Linked DNA regions of Gossypium hirsutum: region 2 is linked to region 1. The links are chromatin contacts, called in public Hi-C maps. All regions are on one chromosome and are shown on one strand. Each heading gives the region's core, a stretch centred on a gene start, on an enhancer-like site or on the middle of the called end of the contact. The rest is flanking DNA. Distances are from core to core; before and after follow the strand shown. Region 1 holds the start of LOC107956718 (heavy metal-associated isoprenylated plant protein 43). Region 2 holds the start of LOC107954540 (S-adenosyl-L-methionine:benzoic acid/salicylic acid carboxyl methyltransferase 2).

Region 1 (4,036 bases), core at 591-3,090:
AAGAGTTTTAATTGTAGATGGGAACTAATCTTAATAGTTGATGTAAATCGATCTGTAGTACTATTGAATTTGGGGTAACTCAACTATAAATAGAGGTCTCCCCCTTCATTTGTAATCAGGTCACTCATAGTTTGAATATATTTGAGAGCATATACTTAAACAGTTGGCGTGCTATTTTTCTTTGGCTTTTCTGTTATTCGTTGCTCTTTCAGTTTGAGTTGCTTCCGCTATAATTCAGTGCCTTAGAAGAATTCTGTGGGAATCCTCACTTTCAAAGCGTTAGGCTGACTTAGGCACATTTGAAGCAAAGAAATCGCCTAAGGCCGTGTAGATTGCAAAACGAAAGGTCTAGCCCATGACACTTATACCTAACCAAAAAGATCGACGACGACTCTTACTTTAATTTAAATCTCCCATGTTTTCTTAAATAAAAAATTTCCATATTTTGAAAAGCCTCAAGCTGAATTTTTCTTTTTGAACTTTAGCCGAAAAAGAGTCACTACACTTTTCTTTTTTTATTTTTCTTTTCTTCTTCTCCCCTTTCTTCTTCTCCCTTTTCTTTTTATATTAAAAAAAAACTAAGATTACTAATAATTGCAATGGCAAAAATAACAAACCACAAGATTTAGGTTGTTAGTGTATTTATATAGATTATTTCATAATAATGTTTAATGAGCAAAACATAATTTAAATAATATATAAATAATTATTTTTCTAATTTATTCTATTTAAAAATGGTAAAGTATCAATCCAAATATATATTTTGAAAACACTTCAACATTTTTGATAAATATTGAAAACATCCGAGTTGAGTGGACAGGTTAAGTAAAAAATTGGGAAAAAAATCCATGGACACGTATACTCATTTTGTTCATAGCAAAAGCAATTAAGGTAACTGTCAAATAACTTTGATCTTCTAGTCTTAACTTATGGGATGGTGGTTAAAATTTTTGTTAAACACTTATTTGTCATAATTCAAATCATGTTATCCCATCTCCTACTTAATATATATATATAAAAGTTTGTTTTGAAAAGCAAGTTTAAATAAAAATAAATAAAACTATTTTTTTAAACAATCTCATTATATATTCTGATCATATCTACTCTTTTTGACCCAATGCTTAAAACTATCCTTAGTTCCTTCCCAACCTATAAATAGAAGGATAATACACTTCAGCACACTTGAACGTACATCTTCTTACATTGACAATAATGTCTATATCAATCGAGCTAAAACCCAATCAACATAAATACAACCTATTATTATTATCACATGATTGAGCACCCAACGTTGGGCTCATTATATCTATCCATATAGACTACAGGATAGTGGAATTGGGGATTTGGGTCAGTCTTCTTATCATCTTTCTTGGGCTCAGCCTTCTTCTCTTCCGGCTTCTTCTGGGGTTCCTTTGGAGGTGCTGGGGGAGGCCCTACACTCACCAGCTCTACAAATTTCCCTACTTTTCTCGTTCGAACTATAATATCATATGGGTCTGCATCGCCTGTTACTGATATAGTTCCCTTGGCAGCATCCACCTCTATCTTATCCACCCCTGCACACCAATAAATTCAACAATATGTACATAAATATTAATGTTTGATAAACATGTTCGGATACAGCTTCAAAATTTGCCATCAATTATTACAAAGCCAAAGAGGAATATGGTACTGTTTCTAGCCATGTGTCTACCTTGTACTCCAGAGATTGCCTTAAGAAGCTTCTTCCTGCCTTTATCGCCTGAGAGATCAACCTTCAAAACAGTCTTCTTTACCATGGAAACCAAACTAAAGTGTCTAAAATTTAAATCAAGAGCAACTCTTAACTAGGTTAAGTATTGCAGCAGCATGATCTTATTTAAAGAGAAAGATGGGTATATATATAAATATATATATATATATCAGATTCTTTGGTTTGTTCACCTGGACTCCATAGCAAGGGAGGTTTTTCCTATTGCCTGTTTACCTAGATCCTATCTAATTATATAATCACAAATAGTTTCTGGGTGGTGGATTCTTAGCATTTGACGTATATATGTTATCGTTTATATTTGGATGTATTTGCTTAGACTGGCATTCTGCTTTCAGCATGCACCATCTGGTGCACTTACACACTTAACAAGCCAAGAAACAGCAACTCATTGGAACCATCATCGCTAACTAAATCACATAGCAAATAGCAATCGATGAACTACAGACCCAAAATCATTATGTTGGTATATATGCAAGTCCTGTTTTTTATTAAGCAAATATTAACCAATGCTGTGGACCGTGGTGCAGATGATATTTACCTATAAAACAAATATAATTAATTCATTACATTTTGAAATAATAATTTAATTATCTTATGATAACATAATTACTCCACTAATAAATGTGATGTTAAAAGTTGGATTTAAGTCGGTGAGAATGCGAGATACATTTGTGTTGTTTTAGTTATCGATACTGTACTACTTCTATAAACAGAATCTCCCAAGCATTTTTATTATAACACGCGTCCTTTTTAGTCTTGAAATATAAGTAGGTCCCAAGCGTTTCTGTCTAACATCCTTTCCTTTTTCCCGCTAGAGGATAGAGGTAAATTTTCAGCATTGAGCCCTCTGCTATGTTAATATTTAGCATTTAGTCTTGATATTTTAATTTGACATAATTAGATCATCTACTTTATCAATGACATTAATTGATTCAAATAGTTAATATCCTTAATTATTACGGTTAAAATGATGTCGTGAATTTTTTTAAAAACACCTTTCTAACACAAACAAAATAAATCTATTTCAATATGATAAGTACATATTTTTAACACATAATGTTAAGTTTGAAATGATATTTTTACTCGAAATAATTAAGAGCACTAATTATTTGAAGTAACTAAAAATAGAACTAAATTAAATTAAATTAAAATATAAATCTTAAATATTAAATTTAAATATAGTAAAGAGGTTATAATCATAATTTGAATTAAAAGGTTGTATACATAAAGCAATTATTTATCCTTTGATTTAATAAAAAATGATTTTTTAAAATAATATTTTTAATTAAAAATTTCGATCATAATTACTTTAATAAATATATACTACAATTTCAATAAATATCAAATAAATAATTATAATATAATTAAAATTATATTAAAAAATTTTGAAGCCTATCTAAACGGCAAAAACATTCTAGTTTTTAATTAAAAGTGTTACGAGGACGCCAATCAAGTAACATAGAAGTCTTGTTTATGGGTGGGTTGAAGTTGGGTTCAGATCAAATCTAAGTATAATATTGATATATTTTATATTTGTCTAAATTTAGTTTGATTTGAAATATGAGCATAAAATTTTGACCAAGTCTATTCATATTTGTAAAATGTTAACTTAAGTTTGCCCATATTATTTTTTAAAAAATATTTATATTATTTTAATTCAATATTTAAGAATTTTTATATTTTTTATTTATTAATTTTTTTTATATATTCATCTTAACATTTTTCTAATATTTACATTAAAATAGTATTATATATTTAGCATATATTTATTTTTTATATGTTATAAATTACATAATACATAAAAATAACATAACATAACATATTATAAATTTAAAAATGAGTCAGGTCGAGCCGGGCCCAAACTTTAAATGTTCAAACTCGAGCGTAATCCATATTTTAAACATAATTAATATTTTTATCCAAATCTTCCAAATTTCGAGCAGACCTGAGTGGGTAGCCCAACCCACAAATAAGTCTAAAGAGAAGTAACACTTTACCCCCCTAAACTTGCCTAAAAGTAAAAGCATATTGTTGATACCTAATTTTTTTGTACTTAGTTGATACATGAACTTGTTTCATCAAAAACATTGTCCCAATGTGTTAACAACGTTAAATTTTCAAGGGGTAACATGTAGTTTGCCCCCTAAACTTGACCAGAAGAACCTAGTTGGTACTCGAACTTGTTCAAAAAGATTATACTTTTTAAAATTAATTTATATTTTTAAAAGATTTTTAAATTTATATTTACTACGTGTCATATTGAGAGGTTGCCATATTTTAATA
Region 2 (4,271 bases), core at 794-3,293, 190 kb after region 1:
ACAAATCCTCCACCTTTAAATTAAATTTAAGTTTGCAAACTTTAATGTTCAGATTCGTTGAATTTTCAAATTTTGGGTATTATTCATCATGGGGAACACTTTACTCTTAGGAAAAAAGCTACAATCATGCCTCTACTTACTGTTTTCATGCTATATTTTTGTTCCAAAATTCCTTCGTACAGTGTGTTACGTAATCAAGTTTAAATTTTGAGGTTATTCACTAGATCTAATTCGATAAGCATTCATGCTATTGTTAATATAAAATAAAAATATCTTTTTATTTAAAAGTTGAAAAGTTATTGATAGAGTCTTAATTTAGTGTTATCAATATAAGATGACATATATTCGAATGTATTGAAATATATTATCTTCTTATTTATAGATATAATTTTAGATATTCTTATGTCAAAAAAATAAATATAATTAAAACGTAAAATGAAATTATTAAAAAAATTTAAAAGTTAAACTAGATATGGAAGAAAAATCCTGAGGCTGAAAGACAACCACGTTTCCTGAAATTTATGTCCATGCAATCTAAGTTGAAGGACCCAAACATTAAAATCACAGCTGATATCCTCCACAAATTTAATGGGACAGTTTTTCCTTTTTCATATCTTAAAAAACGTTTTAAACTAAAACAAATTAAAAAATGTGGAACTTAAAATTTAGATTTTTTTTTCCCTTTTTCCTGGTAGATATTACTATGTATAGATATAGAGAGAAATGATATGTTTGTATTAATGAAGAACTAAATTAATTGTATATACCAATTATATTTGTTAATTAATATATCATACTCTACTTAATTATATAGATTGTACAACGTTAAAGTTTTAGTGAATTAAAAATCTATATATAACTTTTGATTGTTAGATATATATTAAAAAATGATTTATCAATCCATGTGACAAAAATATTAAATTTAATTGCAATTTTGTATGTGTCATAACAACAATTATATTGTTAAATTTTATTATTATTTTGGGTCATGGGCAAGGTCAATTTGATTTAGGAAATTTTTTCTTATATATATTTTTTTTATAAAAGTTGTGGTAATTAGTAAATATTTGGAATTGTGCCAACATAGTAAACATTGCAACTGTTTGTGGTGATACTAGTGTTTAACAAGGAGGACTTGGTGGCGGTAGGGGTTTACAATAATTCACCCTTATAGGGCGGAGTCATAAATGGAGGAGATGAGGGAGATTAGTAATGGAGAGCTTCCATATGGGAAACGAGGAAAGGAGATGCCCATTGCTAAAATGTAGAATAGAGAAAGAACTAGAGATGTCCATATGCCGAGTCAGGCCAGGCCCAATCAAAATTTTAGGCCCGTTTGCTAAGCTCGGGCCTAGCCCAAAAATGAGTTTAAAATTTTATTTAAGCCCGACCTGAATAAAAATGTTAAAACTTAGATCCGACCTGACCATATCAATTTTTTATATAAATTTTTTAAAATATATATAATATATCAAAAATACTAAAAGTATTAAAATAATTATTTCCTAACAAATTAAAAATAAATTAAAAACAATATTTATACTTAAATAACACTAAGATAGGTGCAACTTAACAAGCAAATGCCTCTAAAATAGTAACAAAATTAACAATAAAATAAGAGTTATATAATATTCAAACAATAACAATAAAATAGTAGCAACATAATAGTGAAATAGTAGTAAAATATTAATAAAAAACCAGGAAAATACGAAGAAAACAATAAAAAAATAGCAAGAAAGCAATAAAAAAATAGCAGTTTTTTTTTCATATTCGGTCTAGGCCAAAAAAGCCTAGGTTTATTTAAATTTTGGGAGAGAGAAAGTAAAATGATTTGAGGGGTAGGAAGAAGGTAAGTAAAAAAATTTTATATTTGGTTTATTTAAATTATTTAAATTATTTAAATTATTTGAATTTAAAAATTTAATTTAGTTTAAAAAAATTAATTAATTCAATTTGAATAATTCGAATTTTTTTACTGAGTGACACTGCTTTAAGCCAGGCTAATGTTTTTAACGGAAAATACATGGTGATGGTGTAATTCTTAGGAATATTAGTAAACATATTTTGATGGGTACCGACTACGGACAAAGTGAGGTCGTTGCTAATAGGATTGTTGGCTTGTAGCTGAGCTGGATGCAGTGGCAATCAGTAAAGGATCTTCCTTCACTAACTTTGGAATGATTTACTTACATGTGAAAAAAAAAAAAGAAAGAAACACCGTGTTCGAAATTAAATAAATGCAATGAATGTGTTAAAACAAGAGAGGGGAATGCATGAAAATGTGCTAAAATTAAGGAGCCGCTGAGACAAACATCATCTATAAATAGGGGCTCACGCAACGTCTCTTGATCACCATAACAAGCTTCGAGAGATCGTAATTACAGAGAGATAAAAGACTTATCGAGATGGAAGTAGTTCAAGTTCTTCATATGAATGGCGGAGTTGGAGAAACCAGTTATGCAAAGAACTCTTTACTTCAGGTATGTATGTATGTATGTATGTATGTATGTATGTATGTATGTATGTATGTATGCTGTGATTTTTTAACCTGAAATATCTTGGACAGCAAAAGGTGATAACCATGACAAAGCCAATCACAGAGGACGCAATAACTAAGCTTTATTGCAGCAAATATCCGGATGAAATAGCCATCGCAGATTTGGGTTGTTCTTCGGGACCCAACACTTTCTTTTTGGTATCTGAACTTCTCAAAGTGGTGGATAGTGTTCGCCAAAAGATAGGCAAAAAATCCCCCGAGTATCAAGTGTTTCTGAATGATCTTCCTGGGAATGATTTCAACACCATTTTCAGGTCCTTGTCCGACTTCCAAAACAAACTGAGGAAGCAACTTGGACCCGGCAACGGACCATGTTTTTTCACGGGAGTACCTGGTTCTTTCTACGGAAGGCTTTTCAGGAAAAACAGCCTTCATTTCGTACACTCTTCCTATAGTCTTCACTGGCTATCCCAGGTTTAGTTTATATATTAATGTTGTATTGTGTATATATCATTAATCATTTTAGAATCGAAAAGAGCCTTTAATTTATGAGTGAACTATTTTGATTTGATCCAGGTTCCTCAAGGGCTGGAAAGTAATAAACGGAACATTTACATGGCTAGCACAAGTCCACCAGACGTGCTTAAGGCATATTATGTGCAATTCCAAAAGAATTTTTCCTTGTTTTTGAAGTGTAGATCAGAGGAACTGGTGGATGGAGGGCGTATGGTTTTGACACTTATAGGGAGAAGAAGTGATGATCCTTCAAGCAAAGAGTGTTGTTACTTTTGGGAGCTTTTGGCCATTGCACTTAGTGATATGCTCGTTGAGGTATAGAATTAATAATTGGTGAAATGACTTTGTTGGCCCTCTAACTTTTCAAAAAAAAAACCATTTTAACTCTCCATTTAATTTTTCATCTCTTTTAAACTTTAAACTTGCATTTTTTTGTCAAATCACCTCAAAATAGTTGAAAAAAGTTAACGCTTGTTAACTTTGATTACGTGACATACATGTGGATTGCCATGTAAATGACATGTCAGAATTTAATTACATTTTTAAAATTTTTAAAAATAATTTTTATATATTTTTAATGATTTTTAAGTATAAAAATAATTTTTATTGAATTTTTAAAATTTTAAAAACATTAATTGAATGATGGTGTGTCATTCACGTGGTAATCAACGTGTATGCCACGTCAATAAAGTTAAAAAAATGTTAAATTTTCTATTTATTTTGAAGTAATTTGACAAAAACACAAGTTTAAAGCTAAAAAAATGAAAAATTAAATAAAAAACTAAAATAACTTTTCTTTAAAATTAGAGGATGAAATAAATTATTATCCCTTAATATTTCTCCTCAAGTAATTCATGATACAATCACGAGTATTTGAAACATATCACGTGCGCAAATACTTAATTTTGGCTTATGTCATTTTCAGCACTTAAAATCTAGTACTGACGCGCCCATAAAATTGAAATCTATTTTAGCTTACACTTTCTATTTATTATCGGATTCATCACCGGTCATTGTTCAACAATCTACAGAATACTTTGTTAACGTTTAGTTTGCTGCAAATATAAAGTTGATTACTAGTAATTAATTAAATCAGAAGAAACCATAAAGAAATCATGGTTAAATGCAGGGACTGATAGAAGAAGAGAAACTGAACTCCTTTAACATCCCTATGTACACACCATCTCCGGCAGAGGTTAAATATGAGGTTGTAAAGGAAGGGTCATTCAACATCGATCGATTGGAAGTAACTGAAGTG

The links. A called contact is a pair of places that touch in the nucleus more often than the background predicts.
Region 2: a contact with region 1 is called in a Hi-C map of leaf, with 3 times the contacts expected there. The contact joins the promoter of LOC107954540 here to the promoter of LOC107956718 in region 1. A contact is called at or near these places in 4 of 34 Hi-C or Micro-C datasets (callus and leaf).

Annotation. Positions count from the first base shown.
Region 1 is chrA12:14,758,329-14,762,364 of Gossypium_hirsutum_v2.1, forward strand. It overlaps LOC107956718 (heavy metal-associated isoprenylated plant protein 43), which reads right to left and starts at 1,841. Exons shown (of 2, transcript XM_016892274.2): 1 at 1,694-1,841; 2 at 1,090-1,556. The coding sequence starts at 1,778. The coding sequence ends at 1,270.
Region 2 is chrA12:14,945,832-14,950,102 of Gossypium_hirsutum_v2.1, forward strand. LOC107954540 (S-adenosyl-L-methionine:benzoic acid/salicylic acid carboxyl methyltransferase 2) reads left to right here and starts at 2,044. Exons shown (of 4, transcript XM_016890130.2): 1 at 2,044-2,480; 2 at 2,567-2,971; 3 at 3,074-3,328; 4 at 4,143-4,271. The coding sequence starts at 2,406.